Linked DNA regions of Mus musculus: region 2 is linked to region 1. Evidence: chromatin contacts called from public promoter capture Hi-C data. All regions are on one chromosome and are shown on one strand. Each heading gives the region's core, a stretch centred on a gene start, on an enhancer-like site or on the middle of the called end of the contact. The rest is flanking DNA. Distances are from core to core; before and after follow the strand shown. Region 1 holds the start of Cops4 (COP9 signalosome subunit 4). Region 2 holds the start of Tmem150cos (transmembrane protein 150C, opposite strand).

Evidence for each region. Promoter capture Hi-C pulls out the DNA fragments that hold promoters and counts their contacts.
Region 2: a promoter capture Hi-C map of embryonic stem cells shows a contact between it and region 1. The contact joins the promoter of Tmem150cos here to the promoter of Cops4 in region 1. A contact is called at or near these places in 3 of 39 promoter capture datasets (embryonic stem cells and hippocampal neurons) and 1 of 484 Hi-C or Micro-C datasets (embryonic stem cells).

What each region holds. Positions count from the first base shown.
Region 1 is chr5:100,515,893-100,520,673 of GRCm38.p6, reverse strand. It overlaps Cops4 (COP9 signalosome subunit 4), which reads right to left and starts at 2,365. Exons shown (of 10, transcript NM_012001.2): 1 at 2,124-2,365. The coding sequence starts at 2,197.
Region 2 is chr5:100,075,761-100,080,541 of GRCm38.p6, reverse strand. It overlaps Tmem150cos (transmembrane protein 150C, opposite strand), which reads right to left and starts at 2,580. Exons shown (of 5, transcript NR_045993.1): 1 at 2,402-2,580. Tmem150c (transmembrane protein 150C) reads left to right here. Exons shown (of 8, transcript NM_001382851.1): 8 at 481-2,670. The coding sequence ends at 689.

The sequences.
Region 1 (4,781 bases), core at 1,116-3,615:
GACCTGAGTTCAATTCCCAGCATCCACCCAGGTGGCTCAGCACCACCTGTAACTCCAGGTTCAGGGGGATGCACTCCCTCTTTGAACACCCATAGGCATTTGCACACACGGCACACATACACATAAATAAAAATAATAAGCTAATTCTTAAGAAAGAAAGCAATGTTGAGAGGGTGCCAACTAACACTGCATGGGCTATCCATTATCAAGCAAAGTATTTCATTTCCTCTTAAGGAAATCCACTTGGTAGGCTGGCACTCCACCCTCCATTCATATTCCTGCAAAATACCACTTTGCTTCTAAAGAGTTAGTGATATATTCCATTTCCTTTCCCCTGGAATCTGGACTGGTCTCGCTACTTGCTTTCATTGGTATTACAGAACTGATGTGAGACTTGTCAGACTAGCCTTATGCCTTACAGCTTCCACTCTCACCCTGTTAGAACACTCTGATGCAGGAAGTCCCAGAAAAAAAAGCCAAAGCTAAACCATGTAGTGAGAATAAAAGATCCAGCCAACTGCCAGGTATCTATCTACACGTGGCCAGCCCTAGTGCATCTGCTAGCCAAATTAATCTGCGTAACTGAACCAGGTAAGATCAAGAAAACAGGCCAGGCAACATACAGAATCCCGGGGTGGGGGGTGGGGGGTGTCACTTTTATATTACTCAATTGTGTACTTATTTAGCTACAACAGGCAAAAGAAACACCCTATTGGAGACATGCTACTGTTCATTTCTAATTCCGGGCTAGAGAGATAAATAGTAATGAAGTTCCACAAGATTTTCAAGTTCTAACACCTGCATCTTAGCTGATAATTAATGAACTTACATTTTCTGTAATAAAGAGAGAAAAAAACAAAGGAAATATAAGGGAATACATAAGCTAGTTTGACTTCTATCCAAAGCTATAAAAGTATTAATACATGGAAAAACAACCAAACGATGAAGACATAAATGAACTATTTCCAACCCCTGGAATAAGTCGTATGTACTTACTGACTGCTTCATAACAACATTATGACATTTTCCAGATACCAGGGACTGTGCTCAGTTATTGAAGTGTAATTAGTACATAGACACATGCTCATTTTGAAATCAGATAAGACTAAGCCTCACGATTACCCTTCCATTTTTTTAAAGCGGAAAAATAAAGAATGATGTAGTTAAGCCCAGGTTATACAACTAAATTTCCCACTAATAAGGTAGACTGTACTTTCTACACAGAAAAGCCCAGCACAGCGGCCACACAACACACACACCATTTCAATGTGCAGGTTTGAGCAAGAATATTTCATTAATTAGATCAACATGCCCTCAGCTGTGAGGTGTAAATGTTAGGGCCAATTGAAGGCATACTTTCATTAGAAGGCAAAACTGTGAAAAATCTACACAAAGAAGACTACAGCTGTTCAACAACTGCTTGAGGGGACTGAAACATGTCCCAATTTTTGACCTGTCGTGGCTCTAAGCACCCTAAGGTTTCGACAAAATTCCTTAGCAGACCCTGGAAATATCACTGTTCTAGACATCCTGAGCCCGAGGACATTCTGCCTGTGTTCTCTTCTCCAGAGTTGGTGACAGACTGCGAGTATCCAGAACATAAGGACCCACACACGCTATGAACTGAGAGAAGTTCTGGACCACATGACAGCATCCATACCTCCTCTGCCCCTATCAATCCTGGAAAGCCATCTCTTCGAAATAAAAGTCTGCATCAAAGTCCAGAATATAAATTTACCTCCAACACGGCGAAGGCAGGGGCGGCAGCGAACCGAAGTCAAACTCGGTGTGTCGGGCTCGCCGAAGAGACTCTAAGGAAGGCGCCCACCGCCGGGCGAGCCGTCATCTTTCTTACCTCGCTTCCAGAAGCCAAAAGAACCCGCAGAGGGCGTTATCAAGGACTTAAGAAGCTGGCAGCCACCTGGGGTCCTGGGACGGTCAGGACCCCAGCATACCGTCCCTACAGCTTTCTGTTGCTCCCAACATTTACCGCCACAGCCGAGTTCAGGCCCGCCCCCCTGAGTCAGGCCTAGCTCGAGCCTCACGCCCCGGAGCGCCCGTCGCCTCTGGGAAGATAAACTTGCGGCTTCCTTCCTACCTCTGTACTCCTAAGAAATACTCACTTGCCCGCCAGATCTTTATGAGAGCCGCTTGAATTCATGAGCTGGGCCAAATCCTGTCGCACGGCAGCCGCCATCTTTCCTCCAGCTCAGCCACGGCTGCGGGACCTCTCGCTGCCAAGAAGAAAACGAGCGTGGTCCTCCAGGAGGCGGGCAGAGGGGACGCGAGGTGCCATAGAGCAGCGTCTCTGTGGGCCAGAGCGCCGGATAGGGGAGCAGGAATTAGCTCCGCCCTCCGAGTTGAGTGACACCAGACTCCTCTCCTCCGGTTTGAGGACCGCCCAGGTCTCCCGAGAGACGCAGGCGCTCACGCTCCGACCTGGGATTGGCTGAAGAACTTGAGGGCGTGTACTTTGTGCAACTTCAGTAAAGGCCCGGCAAGTCAAAGGACGACGTTTTCCCTAAGTTCCGGGACTGATTATTATCGTTCTCCGCTCCGTTCTTTAAGGCATCACTTAAACGACCTATGTAAAGAGTTACTTCCAATTCACTATAGTCCAACACTGAAGAAAAAAGAAACAAAAACCAACCAACACACACACACGGAATGTCAATTCCAAAGATAAGAGGAAAAATACAACAGACCCAAATCATCATTTTACAACAAATTACAACAAGCAATCCATGAAAGCAAGCTTTTTTATTCGTGTACACAAGCTGCCTTCCCCTAAGGTGGAGTTCAGTAGGTCAGCCCTGGATTCAAGGAAGACAAGGTGTTTATAGCTCAGGGGTAAGGGGTTCCATATCGGAGATTTGGCGGGCAAACTAGGCGGCGAGCAAAACAAGGTAACACAACAGGTAGCCATAACAAGGTAGTCATAGGTGGTCATGGAACCTATGCAGCAGATAAGGCTCCAAGGTGGTTATAAACCACTTCTTGAAGCAAAGACATGACTTCTATTCCTGGAACAGGCAGTGCAGAACATTTTGTAGTTAAGGTTACAGGTGGAGAATAGCCCAATGTCTGACAAACAAAGGTTTAGTCATAAACAAGAAAGAACCTAGTTTGTCTGGAACAGAGGTTTAATGGTAAACAGAAAGGAACCTAATCTGTCTTTACTATATAAGATGGCTTTTAAGTCTGAAATGGAGACAGGCTGGTTCTTCAGATCATTTACCTGGGAAAGAGTATACCACGATCAAGAATATGCTCCTCCCACGATGAGTCACTGGCATCTAAGTGTGCCGATGTCTGCGTTTTTTCCACTTGGGAGGAAACTCAACTGCACAGTTTATGATCATAGTGGACTGCTTTTGGCACATTCCCCTTATAAACAAATAAATAGCTAGGTTTCATGGTGGTCACCGTAATACTAGCACTCCAGAAGTGGAGGCTAGGGAATCAGGAGTTCAAGTCTATACCCCTGATCCTATCGACTTGGAAGCCAGCTGGGATTACTAGAGACCCTGTCCCACAAAGCTCTAAGATGTAATACAGATTAATGTGCACACACACACACATACACATATACCTTTGGACTATATATGTGCATTCCTTGATACACCCTGTATCTTTTTAAAGTGTTGGTTATACATACCACTTTGTTCAGACAATGCTGATTTTCATCTATTGTTCTGAAGTGATTAGTAATACTGCCCTTCAATTGAGAACCTGTTTCACGAGTGACAAGGTATGTGATCATCCTGCATTTACATGTGGTTACATTTCTTATTCATGTTTTCTTACAAAACTTCTTTCCAAAAATACAATCTGATAAATGCAAGGTTTTTGTATTCGCTTCCTTTCACAGAAAGTAACATGCCTTATTGTTCTCCTTTAGAGTTTTCTCTTTTTTTCTGGTGACCTAGTCATATAAGACATTATTATTTCTGTCATTATTTTTAAAGTAGCAAAGGTATGTTACAACATACAGGACATATGAAGAACGTTTTTTATAGAGCAGCCAATGGTGCAGTGAATGAACTTATATGTGCATGATTTAAGATGTGTGCAAGTAAAATACATTCCCCAAAGTGAGTCAGGATGCATACACATTTTTTGGCAGATATTCCCAAATCATCCTGAACAGGAGAATTCTAGTATTTTGTCTTCCAGTCAGATATATTTAGGATTGCAATTTCTTGCAGACTTACCTACAACAAATACTAACTTGAAGCATTTAGCCATCTTGGCATGTTACAAATGGCATGTTCTCTCTTTGGACATGAGCAAGGCAAACAAAGTAAAGTAGAGGTTATCCACACTGTTCAAATCACGTCCTTTTGGCAAGAATGCCTAACAGTGGTGAGCCCGGAAGCCCACTTTCCAATTGGGCAGCCTTTGTGTGCACAGAGCTTAATGGCATAGGCCTCTCAAGGCCTGCCTAAACAGCTTAGTGGGACCTGTGTGAGAATAGAAAGTATAAAAAAGGCTGGGGGTAAGAGGTGCTGGATAGATGACTCAGCGGTTAAGAGCACTGACTGCTCTTCCAGAGGTCCTAAGTTCAATTCCCAGCAACCACATGGTGGCTCACAACCATCTGTAATGGGATCTGGTGCCTTCTTCTGGTGTGTCTGAAGACAGATACAGTCTACTCATATAAATCAAATAAGTAAACCTTTTTTTAAGGCTGGGATACACATTGCACCTCATTTGCCTATTGTGTAGAGGTCCTGGACTAAATTTCTAGTCCAAGAGTGAGAGAGATGAATAAGAGGCAG
Region 2 (4,781 bases), core at 1,331-3,830, 440 kb after region 1:
AATGAGCTCCATGGAAGCTGAGAGGATGGCTCCATGGTTAAGAACACGGTTGATCTTTCAGAGGACCAGGGTTCAGTTCCCAGAATGCATGTGGGGCGCATAACCACTCATAATTCCAGTTCCTGAGACCTAATGCCCTCTTCTGAATATCAGACCGATCAGGTGTAGCCCATTAGTTTGTCCTTGGGGGTGTGATAGGTGGCCAAGATTGGTGGATTGTGTAAATCCACCAACTCGTGCCTGTATGAGTGACTTCCAGCAAGCTCCCCACTTGGCCTCCATTTCTTGACTCTCAGTGATGTTACAGGAGATCATCTGTGAACACATCTAGAAGCATGCCCAGCGCGGCACACAGCTCAATACAGTCTAATACCACATGCAATTATCAGCTTCAGCGAGCCCTGCTGCTGTTAGCTTGCCCAGTGATGGGAAGACTAATGTGGTTATGCCCGATTACCTTCCTTAACTCCTGTGCCCTAGATTTCATCCTGATGGCCCAAGATATCCACATGTACGCAGCCAGGGTCCAGTGGGGCCTGGTCATGTGCTTCCTGGCGTACTTTGGCACCCTGGCTGTGGAGTTCCGGCACTACCGCTATGAGATTGTGTGCTCCGAGTACCAAGAGAACTTCCTGAGCTTCTCAGAAAGCCTGTCAGAAGCTTCTGAATATCAGACGGATCAGGTGTAGCAACAGTTTGTCCTTGGGGGTGCGGTGGGTGTGGCAACAGGGGAGGGGCCAGGAGGATACACTCACGGGACTCGACACATCACCTCACGATGCTTTTCACACACACACACACACACGGATGCACACTCACGGCCATATCTGACAGAAGAGCTTTTCAGGGCAGGTTACTTCTTTCTTGAACAAGCACAAGCCCTCATGTATGGAAATACACGCTGTCACACCGAAAACATGCACGACAGAGCCAGAAGCTTGTGCATGACCACCTCCCCGCCCCCCACGCCCTCCCAGCAGGCCTTGCGCTTCTCATCCTTTTCCCGGTTCCAACCTGGCATCTTCCTCCTGCAAAGTAAGGCCGGCCGAATGTAAAGTGAGAGTCAAGCCAGCTCCCTAAGTCGCCTTCAGGTTGGAAGGGTTTGAGGCGAGCACGAGGGGAACTTGAGTGGAAACCTAGGAGCATCTGGCTGCATGCACCCCGCACTAAAGCTGGCCGTGGCCTGAGAGGCGTGGGCAGAGCTTTCCCATCAGTCTGACATCATCACTGTTCAGCGGTCGGCTTTGTGGATCCAGAGAGAGAAGCATGCTACAGAGAGTGAGCGGGAAAGAAGCCGGCCACCAGCATTTGGACTTGAGTCACTCTGCCTGAGGAAGATCTCCAAACGTGAATGCTACCGGGGACAGTCAGCCGCGAATGGCACGAGGTACGGCTGAGAGGGCGTGGCTTGGTTTTTCCTTCCACAGTGCATCACCCACAGTTCCAGTTTGCATTTTCTTTTTGAAGTGCCACTCTCACGGGTCTATGTAGGCCTCGTGGGCAAAGGTGTGGACCAAAGGCAAGAACCTTGTTTTGGCTTCAAGTATGAAAGGGGTATACGTGCAAGCTTAATTTATATCTGAAGAAATAATAAGAAAAAAAGATTCTCGAAGAATCGCAAAAGAAATCTACATGGAGGTGAAAGGTATGAGGGCTCTGAGGAAAGACAGGAGGTTAGCCCTCTTGCTGCTAGTCCAACCCAGGGGAGATTTTAACATCCGTGTGTTGCTCAAATTTTATAGTTTGAGGACTGGGGACTTTAAATTAAATTTGGAAGTTATAGAAGCAAATTAAAAACATCGCCCTCCCGCAAATCACATTGGCACAAATGGAGCTGCAATACTGCTAAGCTGTTCGGAGATGAGCCCAGAGGTGCAGGAGTTCAAGGCCATCCTAGATCCCTGTGCCAACAACAGAGTGCCAAGTGCACAAGCACCCCCTCCCCCAACCAAGTGCACAAGCACCCCCTCCCCAACCAAGTCACAAGCACCCCCTCCCCAACCAAGTCACAAGCACCCCCTCCCACATTGTTTCAAAAAACTCTCCAAACTCCTAGGGGGCTCAGACAGCCCGGAATGTAATGTGGAAAACGTTGTTTTGTAAATTCACCCTGAAGTATAGCTTCCCAAGGAAGGGTTCAAATGCTAAATCTCCGCCCCCCAGCATAGCGCCGAGCACGAGCACACAGTAAATGTCCAAATGAACAGATTTGCTGCTCGTTTCTGAGTGGAGGTGAGGAGCATCAAAGAGATTCAGAGACAAACGACAGAGTGGAAGACAGAGTGAAGAAGGAGGGGGAGGACTCATCACTACAGGGCAGGGCAGGGCAGGGAGTGAAAAGCCCCCAGTGGTGTGAGAAAGCCTCGAGTAGAGTATTCTCTTATTAAAAAAGGCGTCTTACCGTAAATACTCCAGGGGGATGTCTGTTAGTTTTGAAACTGCTATGAGGTTTCTCTTCTTTCCTCCTTTTCACTTTTCTATTTTAAAGATTTTTATCAAAGAACAAACGGTTTTATTTTACTCTCCACACTCCAAGTAAAGAGCTTTCGGTGACACACTTCTCTGCGTTCTTAAGAGTGTGCAGCAGCAGCAGCGGCAGCAGCAGCATCCAGCCAATACTGACATTACTCACTGGGACCTGGCCACTGAATAAAGGGGTTTTATGCTAAATCCTGACTTCCTTGTTTCTTACACTAACAGTTCTTCGTGGGTGTGCACGTACACGTCCGTGCTTGCTGTGGATAGCTTGCAGAACACGTTCTTTAATGCTCATTCTATTGTGACGGATACAGTTCAGGATCAGTCAAATGGAAGAGGTGCATGGGTGAAGAAGGCAGGCCTGGGGCTGGCTCCCTTGCCCTCAGTGCACCCCAGGCTCTCCATCCCAGCTGCCCCCCAACCTCCCGGAAGTAGGTAGGCTGGAGGTCTAAGCACCTGGTGAGCAGCCTCATCCTAAAGTTACCTCAGTAGCATGAAGTCTGGTACAAACAGAAGATGTTCATTATGAATAAAACACTGCTGTTCTGTCCTATGGGTGTTAGGAATTCCATGGCAGGAATGGAATCGAAAGCCAAACATCTTGTCTGAGAAAATATTTTTTGTACAATAAAGTTTTAGCATATTCTTTCTCTCCTCCCTGATCTTCCCCACCCCCACGTCCAATTTCTCTCTTCATAAGAAGCTAAAATCAAAGCAAACTAAAAAGAAAACCAGTAAGGCAAAACGCAGTGTCTTAGTCAGGGTTTCTTTTTTTTTTTTTTTTTTTAAAGATTTATTTATTATATGTAAGTACACTGTAGCTGTCTTCAGACACTCCAGAAGAGGGCGTCAGATCTTGTTACAGATGGCTGTGAGCCACCATGTGGTTGCTGGGATTTGAACTCTGGACCTTCGGAAGAACAGTCGGGTGCTCTTACCCACTGAGCCATCTTACCAGCCCCTTAGTCAGGGTTTCTATTCCTGCACAAACATCATGACCGAGAAGCAAGTTGGGGAGGAAAGGGTTTATTCAGCTTACACTTCCATGCTGCTGTTCATCATCAAAGGAAGTCAGGACTGGAACTCAAGCAGGTCAGGAAGCAGGAGCTGATGCAGAGGCCATGGAGGGATGTTACTTACTGGCTTGCTTCTTCTGGCTTGCTCGGCTTGCTTTCTTATAGAACCCAAGACTACCAGCCCAGGGATGGCACCACCCACAAGGGACCCTCCCACCTTGATCACTAATTGAGAAAATGCTTTACAGCTGGATCTCATGGAGGCATTTCCCCACCTGAAGTTCCTTTCTCTGTGATAACTCCAGCCTGTGTCAAGTTGACACAAAACCAGCCAGTATGCAGAGATCTCACAAAAGGACGTGGGGTGTTTGTGTGTACGTGTGTTAGCACATGGAATCTGCCCAGTTGTGTTGTTGACATACCCAATGACACTCCATTTGAGGAAGCTGTGTGTCCCAGAAAATACCAGTTATGGGTATCTTCCTGGTTAGGAGTAGGAAGGACTTTTTGTCTGCTCTCCTTCCTCAGGGCTGGGATGTTGTCTGGTTTGAACCTACACAGGCCTTGTGTCACTGTCACCGGCTCTGAGTTCACATGTGTGTTCTAGACATCAGTTCTATGGTGTCTAGAAACAGTTTCTTTGGGATCATCACCTCTGGCTCTGACTCTCTGCCTCCTCTTCTGCATAGAGGGGTCTTGAGAGAAGGGGTCTTCTTTCTTTCTTTCTTTCTTCCTTTTTAAGATTTATTTATGTCACTGTCTATGTCTTGAGACACACCAGAAGAGGGCATCAGATCCCCAAATGGTTGTGAGCTACCATGTGGTTGAGTCACCATGTGGTTGCTGGGAATTTAACTCAGGACCTCTAGAAGAGCAGTCAGTGGTCTTAACCGCTGAGCCATCTCTCCAGCCCGAGGGAAGGGGTCTCGATAAAGGCCTCCCAGTTAGCGCTAAGTGCTCCAAACTCACTCTCTGCACACTGTCCAGTTGTGGGTCTCTGCTAATTACCATCTACTCAGAGCAGCAGCTTCTTTGATGAGGGCTTAGTCTGTGAGCTATGGTATAGAAATGTGTCATTAAGAACCACTGTACTGCAGTGGGGTCTCCCCTAGGCTCATGACATTTAGGCCCAGTTCTTGGCCATCTTACGCAGTATTTTGTACAGGTTCCATGTCATGTCATCTGGGTTACCAAAGATCCAAAGTGATAAGTACCATATTTCCCCTTACATATGGACGTCATCTTTTAAGTTTTAGATATGTGTGATTCAATCCAAAAACCACAGTG